2 separate regions of the Mus musculus genome follow, and region 2 is linked to region 1. The links are chromatin contacts, called in public promoter capture Hi-C maps. All regions are on one chromosome and are shown on one strand. The core of a region is the stretch at or near the end of the contact, and the rest is flanking DNA. Distances in the headings are between cores, read along the strand shown.

Evidence for each region. Promoter capture Hi-C pulls out the DNA fragments that hold promoters and counts their contacts.
Region 2: a contact with region 1 is called in a promoter capture Hi-C map of stem cell-derived epiblast-like cells, with 3 times the contacts expected there. The contact joins the promoter of Ccdc113 here to the promoter of Cngb1 in region 1. A contact is called at or near these places in 2 of 39 promoter capture datasets (hippocampal neurons and stem cell-derived epiblast-like cells) and 2 of 9 other capture datasets (adipose tissue and liver).

Annotation. Positions count from the first base shown.
Region 1 is chr8:95,304,677-95,309,255 of GRCm38.p6, reverse strand. Cngb1 (cyclic nucleotide gated channel beta 1) reads left to right here and starts at 2,671. Exons shown (of 33, transcript NM_001195413.1): 1 at 2,671-2,724. It also overlaps the pseudogene Gm5359.
Region 2 is chr8:95,532,504-95,537,053 of GRCm38.p6, reverse strand. It overlaps Ccdc113 (coiled-coil domain containing 113), which reads right to left and starts at 2,954. Exons shown (of 9, transcript NM_172914.2): 1 at 2,782-2,954; 2 at 463-589. The coding sequence starts at 2,882.

The DNA.
Region 1 (4,579 bases), core at 1,422-3,921:
CCTCCAGCGGCAACACAGGCTACAACATCAACACGGCATGTGACAAGTATGTCTTATGCCAAGCAAGTTTATGAAGAAATAGTATTCTGGAGTGATATCTCAGAAGTTAAGAGCATTGCCTGCTCTTCCAGAGGTCCTGCTGAGTCCCAGCACAGGGGCTGGAGAACAAGGGCACATTCTTGTTCCCAGCAACCACGTGGCAGCTCACAACCATCTGTAATGAGATCTGGTGCCCTCTTCTGGTGTGCAGGCATACATGCAGACAAAACACTGTATATGTAAATAAATCTTTTTTTTTTTAAGAGTCTAGTTGGATCTTAAAAGGTGGAATATGAACTAGGCATGCAGCTCTAATCCCAGCACTCCAGAGGCCAAGTTCAAATCTAGCTATGGCTACATGGTGTTTGATCCTGTGTCATACAGGACTATATCCTAGCCCAGCAGCTGCCATCCGGAGAAATTCTGCTGTGCAAACTTGCAAGAGATCATCCTAGCTGGGATGGTGACATTTTACATCCCCTGAGGGGTAAGGAGAATCATAAGATACTCATCTATGTGTATGCAGCCGCTCCCTACCACCTGTCATATGCAAGCATGTAGCCTTGGAGGGGCTAAGGGAAGGGAAGATACCATGGTGGGCAGGCAGCAATGTAGCTCCTTCTATCGAACTATAAAAGGTCTTCATCCTTGCTGGGTAAAGACTTTCTGGTGTAGACTCTTAGGGGAGGAGCTCCACTCCAGAATTAACCCCTCACCCGTGTTTTGTAAGTCTGACGAACTCACTGGTCCCCCAGGGTGAGCTTGTGGAATTGTACCTGGGATTGTCACTGGCACCTTGGAAGAAGAGGAGTACAAATTGTTTTTGTTTCCTCCAGGAAGGGAATTTTAGCAACATCCTGTCTCTGAAAAACCCAGACAAGACAAAGCAATTTACAATACAATTGCTTCATATGAAGAGCCTACCTTGGAAGCAGAGAAGTCAACATGGGCCATTGAAGGCTTGCGTGCAGATTTTCAGAGCCATGTGGTTTATAGTCAAAAGGTGGAGACAAGCTTGGTGCCCATGGCCAGGACTCAGAAACAAATCGTGGAGTGACTATATCACATAGACATCACCACCTACCAGGAACAAGAACTTCCCAGAGACCACCTCTTCTATTGCTTGGATCTTCTATGACAGCAGCGAACAGTACATTTCTGTCACTTGTAAATCACTTGATTTAAGGTGTTGTATTACAGTAACCCAGATGTAATAGGACAGTGAGCTTCAGTGGAAACCCTAAACAAGTAAGTTTCATTCAACCAGTTTCACTTCAGCCACGATGTAGTTGTTAGGAACAAAAGTGTGTCCTTGATCCCCAGCCCTGATGCTGGGACTCAGTAGGATCTCGGGAAGAGCATCTGAGCCTCCTCTCCAGCCCAAGATACTGTTTCTTAATAAGCTTGATTGGTGACACAAGGGAAGTGATCGTCATGGGAGCCAGATCGTCTGATCTGGGACCCCCACCCCCACCCCACCCCATATGCCGTCTGAGAAGACCTTCAAGCAGCGCCAGAGCTTTGAACAAAGAGTGGAAGATGTCCGGCTCATCCGGGAGCAGCACCCCACCAAGATCCCAGTGACTATAGAGCGACACAAGGGGGAGAAACAGCTGCCCGTCCTGGACAAGACCAAGTTCCAGATCATGTGAATATGAGCAAACTCATCATGATAATTAGACGGCGCTTGCAGCTCAATGCTAACCAAGCCTTCTTCTTCCTGGTGAATGGGCACAGCATGGTGAGTGTGTCCACACCTGTCTCTGAGAGTGAGGGAGATGGAGTGGACACCCTTTTGTACATGCTTTATGCTTCTCAGGAGACATTCGGGGCAGCACTGGCTGTGTAAGGCTACAACAATGCCTAAAGGTTGTTAAGCCCTTACCAAGGCATAAAGTGGCGTTATCAGCCGGACGGACGCTGGTCGGCTCACCACCCACAGATCAGAACGTAGGCACCCACATAGGGTATTAGGAACTGTTCATCAGCCAGAAACTGAGCTCCAGGCAAGTGCATTCAGCTCGGAAACTCATCTAAACCAGGCGATCTTGTGTTCCAACTTTACAAGTTTAAAAATAAAATACTTTGCATCCAAAAACAAAACAAAACAAAACAAAACACCTTGCTTGGCATAAGACATAGTTGTCCCAGGTCACATGGTTCTGCTTCTCTGGAAATGTAGATTAATACAGATTTTGGCTAAAGGTCTTGTCCCGGGCCAATGGTTTTTGTGATAATGCTTTAAGCTGTTAAAGACTCCGCCACAGATATCCTACTGAGTCCCAGCACCAGAGCAGGAGAGAAGGACACACTCTTGTCCCCCAGACTGAGCTGATGGGTTCCTGTCACCTTGAGGAGGCTCCCAGAAGCACACAGGTACCCTGGCTATTGGTTGTCCTGCAGCCTTTCTCTGGCTTTGTCACATTCTGTGGGAAGACAGATCCTGGCTTGGAGCAGGTTCCCTAGTAACTCAAAGGGCCCTATGTCTAGGACACTGCTGGACCCGTGGGGGTTGCTGCTTGCTTCCCTGGGTGCCAGTCATCTTTCTACCCTGCCCCCGATTCTGCACATGCTAATCCTTTGCACCCGGCCCATCTAGTGCCAATTAATCCTGGCTGGGTCTGAGAGGCCAGCTGCTGGGGCACTGAGAAGGCAATTCCTGGCTAGCCGCTGACATCTGAACAGGTAACTCAACATGAAATGGGGGCTCAGTGGGACTCCTTGGGGGATCACCACGCTCAGCTTTTAGCGGGGCTTTTAGGTGATAAATAGAGCAGGCAGGAGAGCTATGATGCGTGGTCCCCACACTCTATCCTGTGGCTTAGACTTTGCTATCTCCAGCGCAACCTGAGAAATGTGGATTTGATACCCCCAGAGGGTTTGGGGGAGGCTAGGAATCTGTTTTTTCCAGCTCTCCCAGAAGATTCTCAGAATCCTGGTGGTCTAACACTTCAGATTCCTGGGTGGCTACCTCCAGGTTCTCTTCCTTCAAAGTGGGAGGGCAGCAAGACAGGCCTCCAGATTCCGGTCAAGGAAAAACTGGGCTAAGAGGCTGCTTGCCTAGATAACCTCCAGACAGTTCAAAAATTCAAGCTAGGTTCACTGCCCACTACAGCAGAAGTCAAGAGAAGGCAGTCAGGACCCAAGGGCAGATCTCAGAGTATACTTATCTTGGCCAGAGTCCCCTTAGGCAAGTCTATTGACCTGAGAATGGATATCCCACTTACAGGGAGTAGGGGGCAGGCAAGATTGTCAGGAGAATGAGTGTTATCAAGGGGATGTGGAAGCCAGGTGTGGAGGAGGGCTTTCTTCAGGTCTGGTTCTCAGGACTGCTGGGAGCTGGCGGGGATCTGTGTGCTCTGCCATTCCCAACGTGTGACCTTGGGAGGAAGTCGCTGTGTTCTCACCCCAAGCCAGCAGAGGACTAGAAGAACCCATTGATTGTCCCTGGCCCCAGTTAATTTTCTGTAGGCTGATGTTCCTCCAAAGCTTAAGCTTTGTTTTCGTAGAGGTTGTTCTGGGAGAAGCTGAGCCAGTGCTGGGTCAGAGGTCAAGGTTAGGGGTTGGTCAAGCAGCCTGGCAATGAACTCTGGGAAGCTGGCTATGGGGCTACTATTTTTCTAAGGGTCCTTGAAGAGACAGACAGAGAGGCACAACCTTGGTAGGTCTGTGTCCTGGGTGGCCTTTCCTGGGCTTGTGTACATGTCAGCTTTGATCGTACCACCGAGCCAGGCCATCCTGCAAGAATTCAGTCTCTTGGAGCTTGGCTCCCCCACGTGCTTAATATCATGCTTAAGGTAGAAACTGGCCATCACCAACCATGACGGAAGTCCAACTGGTATTTTATTCTAAAAGCTAAAAAAAATGATGTATGGTTATTTATTTTTTAATTTATTTTTGAGAGAAGTCTCACTGTGTAGCTCTGGCTGGTCTGGACCTTGCTATGTAAAGCATGATGGCGTTACAGAAATCTACCTGCCTCTGCCTCCCAACAACTGGCATGAAAGCACATGGCTAATGTTATCTTAGATTTTTCTGTCCACAAGTCACTGGTGTTTCTTCTCTGTTGTGGGCTTCTGCAGTACATGATATTCCATAATTGGTATTCACACTCAGTACCTGTCCTTGTAGTCATGGCCAGCCTTTATGAAACATGGGCCAGTCACTGGACAGCAGATGATATCTGAACAGATGACTCCAGATGTGGTGAGGGCTCAGTCACTGGTCTAAGAATGCTGCCTATACCAGTTTCTGTTTGATTGGCTTTGTTTGTTTTGAGATAGCATTTCACCATATAGCTGTATAGCCGGCCCAGGACTTGCAGAGATCTGCCTGTCTCTGCCTCCCAAATGCTGGGATCAAAAGCATGTGCCACCATGCCGGGCTTTCTTAATGGCTGTTATGCCTGACTCTCTTACACTCTGCGTACAAGGTAGGCACTCTCGATGTCTCTTGCTTTTGTTAGTTCAGGCTGGCTGGCCTGGATTCTTCTGCCTCTGCCACTCAAGTGCTGGAGTTTAAGTGGGTGCCACCATGACAG
Region 2 (4,550 bases), core at 1,705-4,204, 230 kb before region 1:
TTTGTAAACTGATTCCCCAGTTGAGGGAATTTCTTTTTTTCAGTGGGAGGGTTTGAACCCAGAGCCTGGTGTCTAACAAGTAAGGATTCTACTCCTGAGCTACATTCTCAGCCTTTGGGTTTTTGTTTGAGACATGGTCAAATTATGTAGCTGACCTCAAACTCTGTGCCCTTCCTTCCTTGACCTCCCAAGTGCTGGGATCACAGGTGTGTGCCACCCTACTAACCTGCAAGGAATTCACCCATATAAATTAAGGTATCCAGAAAGAGTCTGCTACTAACTGAATGGGATTCCTCACGTGAAAGAAACTAGAAAGGAAGAAATAATCAGAAAATAGAAGAGAGGAAATGCTATGGCCATTTGACCCAAGAAGACATGACTAAGGTAGCCACACACACACACACACAATATGCATTTATGGAGGCCAACAGGATGAAGTCCTGTTCACCTTTCATCGTGTACCTGTGAAAATTCTGCTGCTGTTATTTTAATATCTGACAACCGTGTCATTCGGTGGTCCCTGGGTTCCAGTCTAGAGTAATATTTCTCGAACATCTCTGTTTCTGTTTTGAGAGCAGAGTTTCCATAGCTGCAAGATACAAGGCACATAAGTGACTTCTGTGAATAGCACCCCCCAAATAATCAGTATTTAGTGCATCATTGGCCACCCATGGCCTGTAAGACACAGGTGTTCCTGGTACCTTCCTTTCTTCACCTTCACCTATACAACAGGTATAATAACATCACCTTTCTTTAAGGGTAGTGGCGTGGGGTTCTGTGGCCTGAGGTCAGCTTTGGGCCACGTAGTTCTGCTAGAGTATCTTAGATCTCTTGGCTATTGAGTCTAAGAAGCCACAAGATTCAGAGTGCTGCTGTTCTACTGATGACAGTTGCTGTCATCTTCAGATGTCATCTAACTCATTTGTAAAGGTTCTTCTGAATGGCCACACTCTTGAGGCTATCCACACCCACCGACCATCTCTAGATACTTCCCTTGCCTTGTGGTTCTCTGTTCTTTTACCACCAGCCTCCAGTCTAGAAATTCCATTGCATGTTTATCATAAACGGAAGACATATTTGAGCAGTGGTTTTTAAACAAGCAGAGATAACATATCTAGCTTGTCTTGTATATGCCAAGATTATGGACTTTGTAACTACTTCTCATATATATATATATATATATATATATATATATCTTGCCTTTTATGTTTGTTTGTTTGTTTGTTTGTTTAGAGGCAGGGTGTGATGATTTGAATGAGATGACCCCCTTACGCTCACGTATTTGAATGGTTAGTCTCCAGCTAGTGGAACTGTTTGGGAAGGATTGGGAGGTGTGACGCTGTTGGAAGAGGTGTGTCATTGGGGGGTGGGCGTTGAGGTTTCAAAAGCCTAGGCCATTCATAGTCACCACTTGCTCTCTGCCTTGTACTTGTGTGTCAGATGAATGCTCTCAGCTCCATGTCTGCCTGTCTACTGCCATTCTTCCCACCATCATCATCATGAACTCTAACCCTCTGGCTCAGTAAGTCCCTAAATTAAATGCTTTCTTCTTTAAGTTGCTTTGGTCATAGTATACCAAGGCTGACTTTGAATTCACAAAACTCCACCTACCTCACTGGCGCTGGCACTAAAGGTGCGAGCCACCATGCCCAACTTTAATGTGTGTTGTGGAGGGGGAGGTGGGTACTGGGATTGAACCCATAGCCCTGTGAATACTAGGCAGGGGCTAAAGCTATATCTCCAGTTCCAAAACTTTCCCCTTTCACTGCATGCACATACTCACATACATATGTACGAAAGAGGGTGACATTGAGACCTACACATACTGTTAAACTAATTCCTAAATTATGAGATTAGTACAGAAGCCAAATAGAAAACAGGAAAGCCATTACGTCTTGTCTTTTCAGCACATATTGTATTCTCGGTGGAGCCTTCCATGGGCCCGGGTCTGAATCTCTGATGCAGGATCTTAAGGAAGAAAACTTCAGAATGCGTTTCTCTCTTAAGATGGCCGGCCGATATACAAGACTGGCAGTTATAGACACTCACAAGGAAACTTCACAAAACATGTACCTCTGGGGATGGCTGTTTCACATACAAGATCATGGTATATGACAGACACTCACAATGGTAATTAGTAATAATCCCTCCACTCTGGTATGAACTATTTACAGATGTATGGAACCAACACCTCTTCTGGCCGCTGGAAACAGAATACTGTATAATATCAATACATTGTACACTGACTCTCATCTACATTATGGAATCCTCATATCCAGATAACCCACTGTGGAAGATGGAAAACAGACTGTGGAAAATACAAAGCCCTGAGCCAATCATTCCTCAGTCCATCTCCACGCCTAAATCCTTATTCAGCCCACAAGGCCCCAAGCAAATCATTTCAATAGCTTAGTTTTCACTCCGCCGCCATGTTAATGTTTATCTTAATACTAACTTTGGAAACCGGCTTAGGAGGCTACCTGATATAGACTTCGAAGGCGGCTTCCCAGCACCAGGAAGACACCAAGCCAAAGCGCTAGCTTCACTAAATCCTGTCTGATCTTTTCAAGGCCAACGGCTCCCTTGCCCCTCCACCCTGTCCGGGTTCCATCAGTGGCTTGTCAGTTCAGGAGCAGGCAAGCAGCAAAGCTAACTAGGCAAACACAAGTTCTTTCTCCACTGTAATGCGATGTGTGCCCGCGGGGCTCTGCGTAGATATGAGTAGTCTGCAAACTACAGCCCAGGCCTCAGAGACTCATGGCGCCCTCACGGTGCCAGTACCTGAGCTCCTCTACCAGCCCGCACAGTTGGATGACTGGCAGCTCGCCTTCCTCCTCCGCCTGGGAGTCAGTGATCACGCTGTCCGAGTCTTCCTCAGACATCACTCAGCCTAGGGTGCTTTGAGAGCCTTCAGTAAGCTGTCCCGCTTCACTTCGGCCGCGACCCTGAGGCGCGTTGCCTAGACAACTGAACGCTGTTTATAGGGGTGGGGCTTTGGGTGATGCGGCCCCTCCCTTGCACCTCGCGGTGGAGATCGAGCAAAGCTGCCTGCTTGCCTGCCTGCCTACTCAGATGCCTAATCCATCTCACTGTTCTGAGAATCGCTCTTCAGTTGGAAGTCACAACAACAGCTCCGGTTTGCCCAATGTCTTCTCGGTCCTTGGCATCATGTTAAGCTTATTTCACGCAAATCTTTGCATGGACCCTGTTAAAAAAAAAAAACTATTCATCCTCCTAGCCAGAAACCGTAGGTCCAGAAAGCTAGCAGCGACTCGCATAAGTCTCTGCCCCGTGGTGTAGTGAGGATTCTAATCTGTGGTCATTGCCTCACACGGAAGCTGCAGTTTTTTCATTTACTGCATTTCATTTACTGCAACTCGAACTGCATTACTCGAAGAGAAAGAGAAACTGACTAGTTTTTTTTTAAGATTTTATTTATTTATTTATTTATTTATTATATGTAAGTACACTGTAGCTGTCTTCAGACACTCCAGAAGAGGGAGTCAGATCTCGTGATCGGATGGTTGTGAGCCACCATGTGGTTGCTAGGATTTGAACTCCTGACCTTCGGAAGAGCAGTCTGAGCCATCTCACCAGCCCCTGACTAAGTTTTTAAAATAGGTATCAAGACAAGTTCCTAAAGGTGTCGTGTGTCTTTAGTGTTTTGGGGTAATGTGGGGCAATTTGGGCCCTTTTTTAAAAAAGTTTTATTTATTTATTTATTTATTTATTATATGTAAGTACATTCAGACACTCCAGAAGAGGGCATCAGATTTTGTTAAGGATGGTTGTGAGCCACCACGTGGTTGCTGGGATTTGAACTCAGGACCTTTGGAAGAGCAGTCGGTGCTCTTAACCACTGAGCCATCTCACCAGCCCAATTTGGGCCCTTTAATGAGATATCAGAAACCCAAACAAGTTACAGGCTGGGATAGCGACAGCAACAGCACTTTTGGGTACACTTAAAGGTGGTTAAGATAACATGTGCACACAACCAAGCTGAGTGTGCGTACCATCATGGGATCCCAGCATTGGTTAGTGCTGGGGCCACGGAGGTCCTTGTACTCACAGAGAAGAGAACCAGGAATGTTAATCAGGCAGGAGAGTATCCTTAATGGAGGAGACAAAAACACCTGCATTCCATCCAGAAAGCTGAGAGTGGATCTTGTTAATGACCTGGTGATCTTTTTGCGGTCTGTGGAGGCAGACCTCACCCCTTTTGCTATAGAGGCAGACCCCCCACACACTTTTGCTATAGAGGCAGACCTCCTCCAAATTCCCCAGAATGATTATCCCAGACTCTGCCCTCTCGAGACTAGAAGTCAGAGACCGCAGTAGATTCTAGGCTTTTTCTTTATTTTCTTTATTTTTACTTCATGTGCAGTGGTGTTTTGTCTCAATGATTGCCTGTGTGAGCATGTTGGATCCCGTGGAAGGTGAGTTACAGACAGTTGTGAGCTGCACTATGGGTGCTAGGAATTGAACCTGGGACCTCTGGAAGAACAGCAAGTGTTATTAACCACTAAGCCATTCCCCCAGCCCAATTCTAG